Linked DNA regions of Drosophila melanogaster: region 1 is linked to region 2. A link is a contact called in public Hi-C data. All regions are on one chromosome and are shown on one strand. Each heading gives the region's core, a stretch centred on a gene start, on an enhancer-like site or on the middle of the called end of the contact. The rest is flanking DNA. Distances are from core to core; before and after follow the strand shown. Region 1 holds the start of RhoGAP15B (Rho GTPase activating protein at 15B). Region 2 holds the start of CG13004.

Region 1 (6,230 bases), core at 2,158-4,657, 110 kb after region 2:
CATTGGACTTAGCCTTCGAGGGAGATCCTTTGGAGGTATCGTTGGTCTTATCCTTTCCAGCCACTGGAGATACTGTCTGCGTGGTGCCCATGGTGTTCCAATCGGATTACTGCAAGGGAAGGGGGCAAAATTGTTATGATAAACGGAATAATTCGGAAGTAGTTTTACTAACAATATTATGGAAAGAGGACAACTTTTAAAAAACAACATAACATAATAAACATATGTATATTGGTAGTACAACATTAACGATTATTCAAAAAATTGCAATTATGAAATAATTAATTAGCTTAATATATTAGCGTAATATATGTTGAAATAGTGGCACGCTGAGCAATAACATAACAAGCATATCTAATATACAACACATAACAATATATTAAAATATATATGAATATTTTAAGTAAAGTAACACGATTTGATGTAGCACATTTAACTGATTGAAGATAAGCTTTACGTATTTTAAATCAACGAATAAAGAACGGTGGCCTATAAAGAAAACTCTTATGAAGACTACATACAGCAAAGAGTTTCGAGGATATATAATTAATTTATTGTTATTATTTTAGTTCCAGTCTTTAAACATCACTTTTTGGGCCACTTTCCGTGAAAGATACTTACCCACTTGCGATCGACCTCGATTTCTTGTGAAATTGTCGCTGCGCAGGCGCAACTTCTTGGCCACGACTGTGCGAAGAATTGGAGAAAGAGAGGCGGAGAAAGACGCGGCGCAGAACTTTCTCTTTTCACAAATTCTACGCACGCAGCGACAACAAGAACAAAAACGACAAACTGATCCACAAAAACAAAAAAAAAAAAGAAAACCAAGTGCACTGATGCGTTCAATTTGAACTGGTTGTTGCTATGTTTCACTAAAATTGCAATTGAAACAATTTGAAACAATACGAATTTGTTGTTTTGCGGGCTGGATTAAAAAATTGAATAAAAATCCGAACTTTTTGCTCGGCTTAAGCTAGGTGTGACCAAGTGCAGGGACAGGCCAAAATACCATGGATCTAAATTTTAGTACGTTGTATATCTACAATACTCTTTAGTTCACAAACGATGTATGGCAAATGTAAAATGTATAAAATATAATGCAAGTATATAAACATCAGTTATAGTTATTGTATTAAAATACACACATATAAAATCAAATCCAATAATCCAAATAATTTAATCTATAACCAAAAGAACCCATTTAAAAATGAAATATTTTTATTGATATTTGTGTTTTTTTTTTGCTGCTTAAATATAACATAGTTGCATATTTAGCATGGCTTACATGTATAAACAAAATTTTTGTTCTCGATAATTTGACACGTTATTTGAGCTTTTAAAAAATACTTAGCCTATGATTATAGTTAAAATAAAAATCAAATTCATTGAGTTTACCAACTAAAATTGTTATGAGAATTTGTTAGCGGCCGGCGTGTCATGAATAATTTCTTCATCGATTTTCAAATACACTAGTAATGTATAAAATATTAATGCAAGTATTTGACATTCTTTTAAATCTTCTCCGATAATCATGAGCACACCCGCCTTGCGTCGTTGTAATACTTTTCATTGGGATTAATAATAAATAGATGAGGCAAAAAAAAAAAAACGCATTCGATTTAGTGCGCTGAGTTTCCGGAACCAGCTCCGGACTTAAGATGAGTGTAGTTGCTGGTCTGGAGCGGTGGCCACTTAGTTGTTCTTCTTCTTGGGCTTCTTCGGATTGCGGGAGCGCGACTTGGCCTTGCAGAGCGGACAGATGGGCGCGTTCCGGTGGATCTGCTGGTGGCAGGACAGACAGGACTTCATGGGCGGCGGCTGCTGGCGGAGATTCACATTGAAGTCGGAGCGGAACGAGGGATGGTGGCCGATGCCGATCGAAGGCGATTGCTGCAGTCGATTGCTGGGCGGCGGCGGTGGCGGTGGTGCTGAGAAGTCACCCTTGCCCAGACGCACTGCAGCAGCAGCGGCGGCGGCAGCAGCACTGCCTGCTCCCGGCGGTGCGGGTGGCATGAAGGCGTGTCCAGGATTGCCGCCACCACCGCCTCCGCCGCCCACAGATCCTCCGCCACCGCCTGCAGCGCCGCCACCACCAACGCCGCCCTGTCCGCCGCCAGAAGGCAGCGCGGTGACCGTGGCCTCCGGCATCAGAGGATGCCGGGCATGCGGACGGGCCAACGACGAGTTCTGATTAACCGAGGCCGCCGCCGCAGCTGCAGCAGCTGCTGCTGCCGCCGACTGGGCGGCCACCTTAAGGAAGTTGGTCTGGAAGCGATCCTTCGAAATGGGACTGCCCTCCTCCTCGTGCAGATCTCGCAGCGGGCTTAGTCCGAGATAGTCGCGGCGCATGTGATCAATCTGGTACTTCAGGGCCAGGTACTCCTCGTACACCCGGTTGGCCATGTCGAAGGAGCGGGTCTGGTTCTCCTTCGTCTGCTTGATGATGTTCTCCATGTCGTTGATGTCCGCGTGGATCTGGCGCAGCTCTTCCACGTGCGACATCTTCTCCTCGAGCAGGTGCTCCATCTCCTTGCGGTACTCCTCCAGGCACTTCTCCTCGTCGTCGCTCAGCTTCACCTCCTTGATGATCCGCACTTTGAGCTTCTCCAGCGACAGCGTCTTGTCCCTGATGTCCTTGATGGCCTCCAGTTTGGCGTAGTAGTGCCGCTCATTGGAGCTCGAGATCTCGCTGGTGGCCATTGTAGATCCAAAACGATCCGTGTGGTATAATATGTGTATTTTCGAAAGACTCTCGAGTGTTTTCTGTATGGCCCCCTCCACTGGGCGAATGTTTATTTTGCACTTTTTCACTAGCCTAATAGTTCGATGTCGGATTTTCCGGCCGATTCTTAAGCATCTGATATGGATGATCGCGTCTTTTGGGATAATCCTTTGGAATGGCGCACTTTTAATTGATTTTTTCTTTATTTATTTGATTTTTTCTCTGCTAATGCTAATACCATTTTTTTCTGGTATACAATGCAGTGTTACCAGAGCGTGGAAGTAATTTTTACATTTAATCACGACCAGCCGATTATTTGCTATCGATAGCTGGCAGTGCGGTATATATCGTTTTTTAAATAGAAAACAAATTCCTTCCAATTCCAATTCCTTATACGTACAAATTTACTTAAATGATTACACTATAGTTAAAGTGCTTTACTGATTTTACCGTGGGCGCTGCTTTAAAATTTAAAAATCCGGTAAATTCCAGTTGCTGTGGCAAAAAACTTAAATCTGGCATTCATGCCGAGATAATATTCAGTTAACTATTGATATAAAATGTTTCAGTTATATGGAAAGAACGTTAGTATTAAAATTTACATTATTACATATAACTAAAATTAATAACTTGTATCCTAGCTACTAGTTTAGTAACTAGTTTTGCCGGCATTCGCTGTCTTTCCGCCAACGGTCACACTAGGCGCGCCCCGTTATATTACATTATGCATTTGTATTCTTCGATCGGTCGCAGATCGTTCGGATCGGAAAATCCGGTTCGGAAAGCGGGCATTGGGGACAAAAACAAAGAATCTTGTTCTGGTCATGACTTTTCCATCCGCGAATTGTCAACTTCTGTTTAGCGAATAGTTGTTGTTCCCTTTTGGAGACAACAACAAAAAAAGACATCGATCGCGCGAGAGAGAGAGACAGATGCAAACAATGCGTACGCGCGCGTATGTGTGTGTGAAACATTCCGCAAGTGATTCATTCCGCAAGAATAATAAATAAATAAACAAATATTAGTAAACTGGGCCGAAATGTTTGTGGAAATGTGTCAACTAGTTGCGGCAGTAAAATATCAGTGCAATATCGATATGTGTGGGAAATCAGCTTAGCAATTTAGCAGAGACTTTGCTTTTCGCCCACCGCTCTCTCCCTCTCTCTCACACTCTTTGTTTTCGTTTTTTATTGTTGTGCTCTGGTTGTGTTTGTGTGTGTTGTGAATATAAAACGAAGTTAAGTTGACCACGCAGAAACTGCATACGAAATTTTTAACAAGGAAAAAGCGAAAGGTAAAAGCGATTTTTATTATTTTTATTTGAAAGCCGCAGTTTCTTTGCGATCTCTTTTTCTGCGGGCTTCGATTTTCAATGGTCTCTTCTCTCTTCAATGCGTTCTAATCAATCCGTGTTTACATACGGGCTGTGTGTCTGTGTTAGTTGGCTGATAATTTTTAGTGACAGCTATGTGCCAAATAATAGTAATATCTACAATAAATCAAATATAAATAATGCGAAATACGGCAATATTGATAACATTGTGAATTTTAATCATTATACTTTGAAATGTTTAAAAACATTTCGTTAGTATATGTTTATATATTTGTATTATATTTTAATTTAGTGTTTTTGCCACCTATGCGTTTTATGCAATATAATGATATTTTTTCCTAAATTTATAAAACCACTATGGCTGTGTACACATTTGTATGTATGATAATTTTTGACACACATATATTTCGCTTCTAACTGCTTATCGCTCCCATTTAGCGATAGACTGTGCGAGCGGGACAGGTGTCACCTGTTGCGCTTCTTCGCTCCATCTCTCCACCGCTCTTCCCTCTCTCTCTCTCTCTTTCCATCGTTTGACACATTTTGTTGCTGTTCTTAATTGTTTGGCAATTAAGTCAATTATAAACATATTAAGACAGCCGACACACATTCTCCGATTGGATGCGCTTTTCCCTTTGACTTTCGCAGAAGAATCAATAACCAAATTAATCGATCAATCCAGGCGATAAGTCCGAAAATTGGGCTAAATAAATAAAAGCCTCTCAAGATCTTTTAGTTATGGTAATAAATAAAGTACACTATGCATAAGTTCGTTGGGGTACGTGAAATACAACAAACTCGTGAGTTGACAAATATTTGGATTTTTAGAGCCTAATGTATCTATGATCCGTAAACATTATGATTACTAAAAGATAATGTTAGCTGCTCACTCTATGTGCATTATATTTATATTAAATGGGAAGAGCTGTAATCTATCATCTCTTACTTATTTTAATAGCTTTTTCTTGTTTACAATTGGAACACATCAAGTGAACTAAAGGTTTGTCAAAACAATATGGTAAATGACCATAAATCTGTAACCCTTCAGTAGGTACACCTAAAGATTCTTATTTAAACGTATTTCGTTGGCAAAAAGAGTTACAGATGAACGGCATAGCTGCACGCTTAGTATTCTCCTCGCGATAGTCCAGGTAATCAAGTGTCTGGGATTTCCTTTACCCTCTAACGATCGCTTTGTGGATTCTTCTTTTTCTACCTGTCTTCTCGTTTCTCTGTGTATAAATCAAATCACAAATCGATGGCAACTTACATACGACAAAAAATGCTGTCAAACAACTTGGAAATCGAGTCGCAAGTCGCGAGATCGCTTAACCCAACACTGCCCCCCTCTGGCTCTCCGATTCTTCGCACTCCCTGGTCTTATATAATTGGGGCCATGGAAGCGTTAAGTCGAGTGTGGAACTATCTGTGCCCATTTCCTCCAGTTCAGTTTCAGTTTTTGTACATTTTGCACCATGAATACGATCCCGGAATGAGGGACGAACAGTTAACTCAGCTTATTTTTACTGTCGCCGCTCTTATCGCGCTTATAAACATAAACAAAAACAAAGCTCAAACACAGTCTGTGAATCAGAATCAGAGAATACGTATATATACACAGGGAAAATATCATTCTCTATATCTGTTTCTGTACTTGCAACTTCAGTTATTGCAATATTATCCCAAGTACTATCAAAACTCTTATCAATTTAATTATCAAACACTCTGAGAATAGTACACAGTCGTTGACATGCAAACTAGATGCACGTTTTTTTTTTCGCAGTGCACTATCATATAGCCATTGCACTTGGTCCATGGAAACTGCTGTAATTAGCAAAATAACAATGCAACGAAAGAAGAAAAGCATAAAAACGCAAGGGGAGAACGCAAGTGATTCATGCGAATAAATAAATGACTATCCAATTGCAAATGCGCATGAATGCATCACTTTATTTGCATGCAAACATATAAATATGAATTAAGTCCAAGCGTTTTCATATTGCACACGGATATATGTATATAATGTGTTTGAATATATATATTTTTGGATTGGGCAAATATTATCGCAACGGAAGTAAGCCCTATTAGATCGTATAATTGCGCAAAATAATGGATCACAGCAGCGAAATATGATACATACATATACATACATATGTATATACACATAAATCAAAG
Region 2 (6,161 bases), core at 206-2,705:
TAAGCATTGAAACTGAAAACACCTGTTTTCCAAGCGAAGGGATAGCTCAAAAAGAATTTTTTTTTTTTTGTTGCCAATTTGCATGGTCCACAAAGAGAAGAAAAAGAAGAGCAATGCGAATATGCACACCAGCTGTCTGCCATCCCTTTCACTCCACTGGCTTTTGCCACTTTGTGCATTTTATTTATAGAATTAGAAATCGGGGGGTTACTTGGGGTAAACATGTTTGTCGGCATTTGTTACACTTCGGAAAAGCGACCCACTTGGAAAAGCCTATTTGGGAAAGTTGTGACCTCCATGGTATATAAACGTAGTTTGTAGAATGCTAAATAATGATTGAAATTATGATTATTCTAGGGGAACATCATCTTTGACTAAAAAGCTTTTTTACTTTATGGTAACGCTTTTATATCAAAAAATCTATATTCATGTGCATATACGATCTTTTTTATAAGATTAAAGCATTGTTGTTACAATATTATCGCCTTTTATTACTAGCTTAACTAAACCTTTAGTAGCATATAGGAATTTCTTTGTGTGTACTCACTCGAAAATGCTTTTTGGCCGCCGTGGATCTTCCTCTCTCTTTCTGCTCTCTATCTCACGCACTCTTTTGCTCGTTTCGTTTTTGCAATTCTTCGATTGAATTCTCTTCCTCACATTTGAGGAGCACAAAAAGCCAAACAATAAAAAAAAAAAAACAAACAAAAAGCACTGAAATTCTGTTTTTCCTTCTTTTGTTTTATATTAGCAATTATGCACGCGTTTCAATTGTTTTTCGTGGGGGGATTTTTTGTTTTAAAATTTATTTTTGTTTTGTTTTGTTATGTTGTGATTATTTTGCGGTTGCAAATGAGATCTCGAGATCGTTGGCACAAATAATTGCAGCAAGTTGAATGGACTTCTTTGGGGGGAATTTCGTCTTGGATTGGAATTATCGGTGCTGGCTTTGGGTATACTCGTAGTGCTCCTTCCTGAAGTTTGGATCCTCGCCGCTCTCACAGAAAATCCAGCGCCTGTGCACCATTACAACAAATCTTGGATCGATTCTCTCTCCTTCGCGCAGGATTCGTAATAAAGGATTTGGTTTTGTTTTGGTTTCGGATTAGGATTCGGATTCGGAGACACCACCACCCTCGGATTCCTTTTTTGCCCACTCACTGAACTTTGGAATTGTGGAACACAACGATGCTACTACTACGGACGACCGGTCTACGAGCAGGAACTGCGTTCATATACACATCTTCGATCTCGATCTCGACGTGGAATCTCGATGTCGATGTTGGGTATATAGAAATGGATGTTTGTTATTTTCTGTTTTTCCGTCTTCTGTTCGATGGCCCCCCGCTTCCTCTGTTCGACGGTCTTTATTCGGTAGGGTCTTTATGCTTTTCTTTTCTGAACGGCCTGAGAATTTCGAACCAGAGGCGAAGAATGCTGAGAAGCGACTGGCAGATTGCAAACATCGCTGCCAGCGCCTCGCTTTCCGCTGCCGACGTCGACTGAGGCGGCGGCGTTTGTTATTGCTTTTGTTGCGGCTCGCGAAGATGCTCTCCACTCTCCGCTCTCCAATCTTCGCACCAGAGATGTTGCAACTGCTCGGGAAAAAATATATGTAGTCAATGTAACTGCAAATATAATTTAAAAGATCAAATTATGATACAATTTTTATATGAATATTTCTTATAAACTGAACTTTATGTGACTTTGCAATTGTATTTAAGTGGAGAATCCTTAAAAAACTTTATTTTACTATACTATAGATTGGATTTTTTTTAAATTTAATTATAAGCTTGCATGTATTGCTGAAGATTGCCACACTTTATCGACTTCTTTCTTTAAATACTTTTACAAGACCTTGACGGAAGAAAAGCTAGCAGCGCTGCAAAAATTATCAAACTGCTTAACTTCACGAATATGCTAAGAAAAAGTTTAAAAACTGCCCAAAAACAGAAAGTTATTTTTTAAAACATAACCTAAATGAATTAAATTAAAATATTTTTTAAGTCTTTATTGTTTATTTTAGACACAAAAAAAAGAATTATTTATTGATCATAAAACTTTTCTGTTCAAAATCACAGTGATCGCGTTAGCATCTCTAGGAACATTCGTAGAACTAGTTTGGTTCTCTCATCCTCTCGCAGCTACAATGTGAGCTGTATGAATCGTGACGCGAGTGCCAGTTGAAGACTGTCTTCGCAATTCTTCGCTCCGCCGCTCTCTCTACTGCTGCTGCTCGTTCGCTCATTCTCGATTCTGCGCTCGAGTGCCTGGTGATAAGAGATGCCGTTATCTGATTGCCAATGTGACACATTGAGGCGGCGATGGGCCAACGCTTGTTGTTGTTGTCGCAGCTTTACGATCTGCACACGCACACACAAAAGCACTGATAAGAGTAGACACCTCTTCTGCCGCCTGTCTTTCCACCTTCTGTCTGGAGTCTTCTGCTCTTTCTTCGGTCTTGCGACTTCTGCACGCTTATCTTCCTGCTCCTTTATCTTTATTCGCACATTCTTGGCCTGGCAAGTGGTGAAATCTTCACTTACTGGTATTTATTTGTGTCTTTTCGGATAGTTGGCTCTCAGAAATGTTTATGGGGCTTACCTTGGTCGTGAGCCATTGGATTTAGGATCTCAGCGGGGAGTTTCGGGAATTCACTAAGATGTGAGAAGAGATTACAGATTTTGCGAAGCAGCAGAAGCCACTGCATTAGAAGTTATAAAGTGGTAAATGAAAATATTTTTTTTTATACGAGTACAGCAGATAAAAAAGATTATGCCATAAAAACTATAAGATAAAGGAATCATTTTGCGTATCATTCTGCGTTTGCTTCATGCGTTAAGCAGTAGTTTCATTTAAAAATAGTTCGTTTATAAAAAAAAGATATAGCAGGAATTAAATCTTTACGGTTTGATTTGCAATATTGAGCTAAAACAAGAAGGTACGTCCTAAAGTAGGCTTGACTGTACATTACCTTTTGCCTTATCGGACTAATTTTTTGATCCGTAAAAATTGAACAATAAAACCCGATTGCGTCATCCAAATATTGTTTTCTGTTGTATTGTATTGTACGAGTATTTAATTTAAAATAAATGTGGGTCAATGGATTATCAATGCCCCGAATGAGGCGTCGAATAGACACGATTAGCCTGGATACGAAGCACCGGGTACCGTTACACCGATTAGATTATATCATATATGTATGTATGCCCATAGGATAGTTCAATGAACAGATGAAAACCAGTGCAATGACTCGAGATGATCACTCTTTTTTTTTTTTAGGTACGCAGATATATGGATTTCCAGAGAGAACGGGACTTAGAGAGGCAAAGTCCCATTTAAGGTTTTATAGCGAAAACGTGATCGGGCTGCTCTCTAAAAAAAAAAGAAATCCCCTCTCGCTCCCACCACATTTGCCCGTAGCATCGCCTTTGGGAAAAACTTGTACAAAATGCCGGTCACGTCGCATGCTGCTGTATCTGTATCTGCGTATCTTTTCCTGCATCTCAACTTCACTGCCATTCGCAAGTATCTGTATCTTGGCCAAAAGCCCTGCCAAAGAAAATTAGATAAGTCGCATCCCCCGGATAAAACTTGGCCACATTCGGTTCCAGTTTGAGACTCATACTCATATTCCGGGAGACAAATTGATAGCGGGGCAGCAAAGCTTTATGGCTTATGGGACGGGAAGTCGTTGTTGCTTAGGCTTATCTCGAGACCTCGCGGGTAATAATACAAAAAAATATAAATAAAAAAATGTATAAACAGAGGTAAACATCTGACAGTCGGAGCAGGGTGTGGGTGGTGTCGCTATCGCCATTTGATTTGGGTTCGGCATGGCCGTATGCCAACGGAAACTCTGATTTTAATTCGGGGCTTCTCCCCATTTTCAACGGAACCACCTACTTTTATAACTACTCGTGTAAAATTCCAACGTGGAAAACAACTCACTGAATGCTATAGTCGAGTTCCCCGACTATCAGATACCCGTTACTCAGCTAGTGATTACGAACTCGAAATTTAATCATTTTACTTAAGTTTGTGTTTTCGTTAGTGTTGTGTCACAATTAAATTAATTTATTTTCTATTTTTGTTTTTTGTTGCTTAAATTGCGCTTTTATTTATTTACTTCAGTTTTTTTTTTATTTTTCTTGCTGAACAATTTACAATAAACGCTGCCATTTGTTGAGTTTTTCTTGTAGTTTTCCTTGCTGGTTTAAGTTTATTTAATACTTACTGATTTTTATTTTCATGTTGCTCGTACTGTTTTTTTTTTTTAATTTTCTTTCTGCTGGCTAAACCTAAAAAGTTGTTTTGCTGTTGCTTGTTGTGTACACGTACATATATCGAATATTTTTTGATTATTTGATTTAGTTAGTTTTCTTCGAGTTAAGGGGGCAATTTCCCTTTCTAACCACTTAGTTTTTCATCGATTTTGTTTAGAGTTTTTATAGTTTTCGCTACATTTAATGGTTATTTTCATTAGGTGGGGCGTTGGAACAGTAAAAGGGGGAAAACAGTTGGCCAACAGTTCCTATATATATATATATATATATACAATACATATATATATATGTAATTATATATAATCTGGCAAACGATAACAGTGGAAAGCCAAAAGGAAAATTTGTGTGTGACTCGGGGGGGTTTCCCAGTTTTTTTCATGTCTTAGCTTTGGCTATTTTGAAATCGATTTAAATTTGTCACTACCAACACACAGACGCACATCGAGATATATATGGTATATATCGTAGTTTATAATTATTCCGTTTTCTTTTTTCTATTTTCGTTTATCTTTAATTTTACTGAATTCTGTATACTTCATATTGTATAGTTATAGTTATTATTTGCTTGTTAATTTGTAGACACCATTTACAATTACAATTACAGTTACAATTAGATAGACACACACAATGCGATCCTAATTAAATACATTTAATACGCCTCTGATTTTTTGTATCTTTTGTTATTCCTTTTTTTTCGGCCCAAAAGTAGGCAGCATGAGTGCATGAGTGTGTGTGCAAATTACATGTGTATATATATAGTTCCAAGTTTCAAGTTCCTTAGTTTACCTAATTCTAATTGCTATTCCGAAAGATCCGAGGATCAGTTTGATGTTTCACATTAATACATAGCTGCGTCAACTTTCAAAACATTTGCGGCCAAAACAATAGCAGTATAATATAACGTACAGTTTCTAATAATAAAATAAGAAAATCCTATTTTCGAGAACCCAATTTGAAATTTGAATATTTCTCTTATAAGACACAAAACAACAGCTGATTGCTTGTGAGACTTGGTATTGGGTTATACTTTTAAGGGTATTTTGACTTTTTTAAGCACACGCTGCTATTGTTTTGGCCGCAACTGTATGTGTAATAGTTTCGAGTCTTACCCCGTTTGTCCAATCCGAATTATATTTTTTGGGAGAGATTTTACCAAGAGAACCAAGTTCGTTGCGGCTATCAAGTCTCCCTAGTTGTTTAGCCCCTTTATTTGTTTGTAAAGCTCACTTGTTTTTTTTTTTTGTTTTTGTTTTTGATCTAACTTCCTATAAGCTATCACACCTTTGACCCTATCTATCCTACTTCACTGCCCACTCGCCCAGCCGAACTTGGCTCTCGAACTCTCGTTTTCAATCTTCCATTTGCTGCTATACTCTTTAATGTCTATTATTAACATAATTAATTCTAAACATTTACTAAAAACAAAAAAAAAAACATTATGCCGTCTCTCTCTCTCGGTCAAACACACATACTACGCGCACAGTGAGCGGCAAAAAATATTATGATTAAAATCTTAGCTATTCTTTTTCTTATTTTTCTGGCGCCTTAACGATATGTGAGTGGGTGTGTATGGGTATGCAGGTAACTATGCGGGTGTGTGTGTGCGTGTAGGAGAGAGAGAGAGGGAGTGATGAAAAGAGACACCTAGTCAAGGTGTTAAAGGAACTTAAGCCAACAATTTGATTTTTCTTACATTTCTCTGATAGATGGGGGGGGATCGTGTCAAAAGCTGTTTAAAATTTGACCGGCAGAAAAGCTGAATGCTATGGCATCGCATGCGGACAAAAGCTGTCTGGCATGCGTGAGTTTTCAATTTTCAATTTACGTAAGATTTCCGCTTTAATTTCCTATTAATTAAGCTAATTCTCTTAGTTT

What was found. A called contact is a pair of places that touch in the nucleus more often than the background predicts.
Region 1: a Hi-C map of the Kc167 cell line shows a contact between it and region 2, with 3 times the contacts expected there. The contact joins the promoter of RhoGAP15B here to the promoter of CG13004 in region 2. A contact is called at or near these places in 6 of 107 Hi-C or Micro-C datasets (the Kc167 cell line, the OSC cell line, the S2 cell line and 1 more).

What each region holds. Positions count from the first base shown.
Region 1 is chrX:16,939,883-16,946,112 of dm6, forward strand. It overlaps RhoGAP15B (Rho GTPase activating protein at 15B), which reads left to right and starts at 3,408. Exons shown (of 9, transcript NM_132955.4): 1 at 3,408-4,016. CG13001 reads right to left here and starts at 2,989. Exons shown (of 1, transcript NM_132953.3): 1 at 1,204-2,989. The coding sequence starts at 2,700. The coding sequence ends at 1,693. wus (wurst) reads right to left here and starts at 991. Exons shown (of 2, transcript NM_001298426.1): 1 at 622-991; 2 at 1-109. The coding sequence starts at 91.
Region 2 is chrX:16,834,065-16,840,225 of dm6, forward strand. CG13004 reads right to left here and starts at 1,456. Exons shown (of 4, transcript NM_001258792.2): 1 at 548-1,456. It overlaps CG46306, which reads right to left and starts at 1,456. Exons shown (of 3, transcript NM_001347784.1): 1 at 548-1,456. The coding sequence starts at 1,027. The coding sequence ends at 935. RSG7 (Regulator of G-protein signaling 7) reads right to left here. Exons shown (of 7, transcript NM_001258793.3): 7 at 4,109-6,161.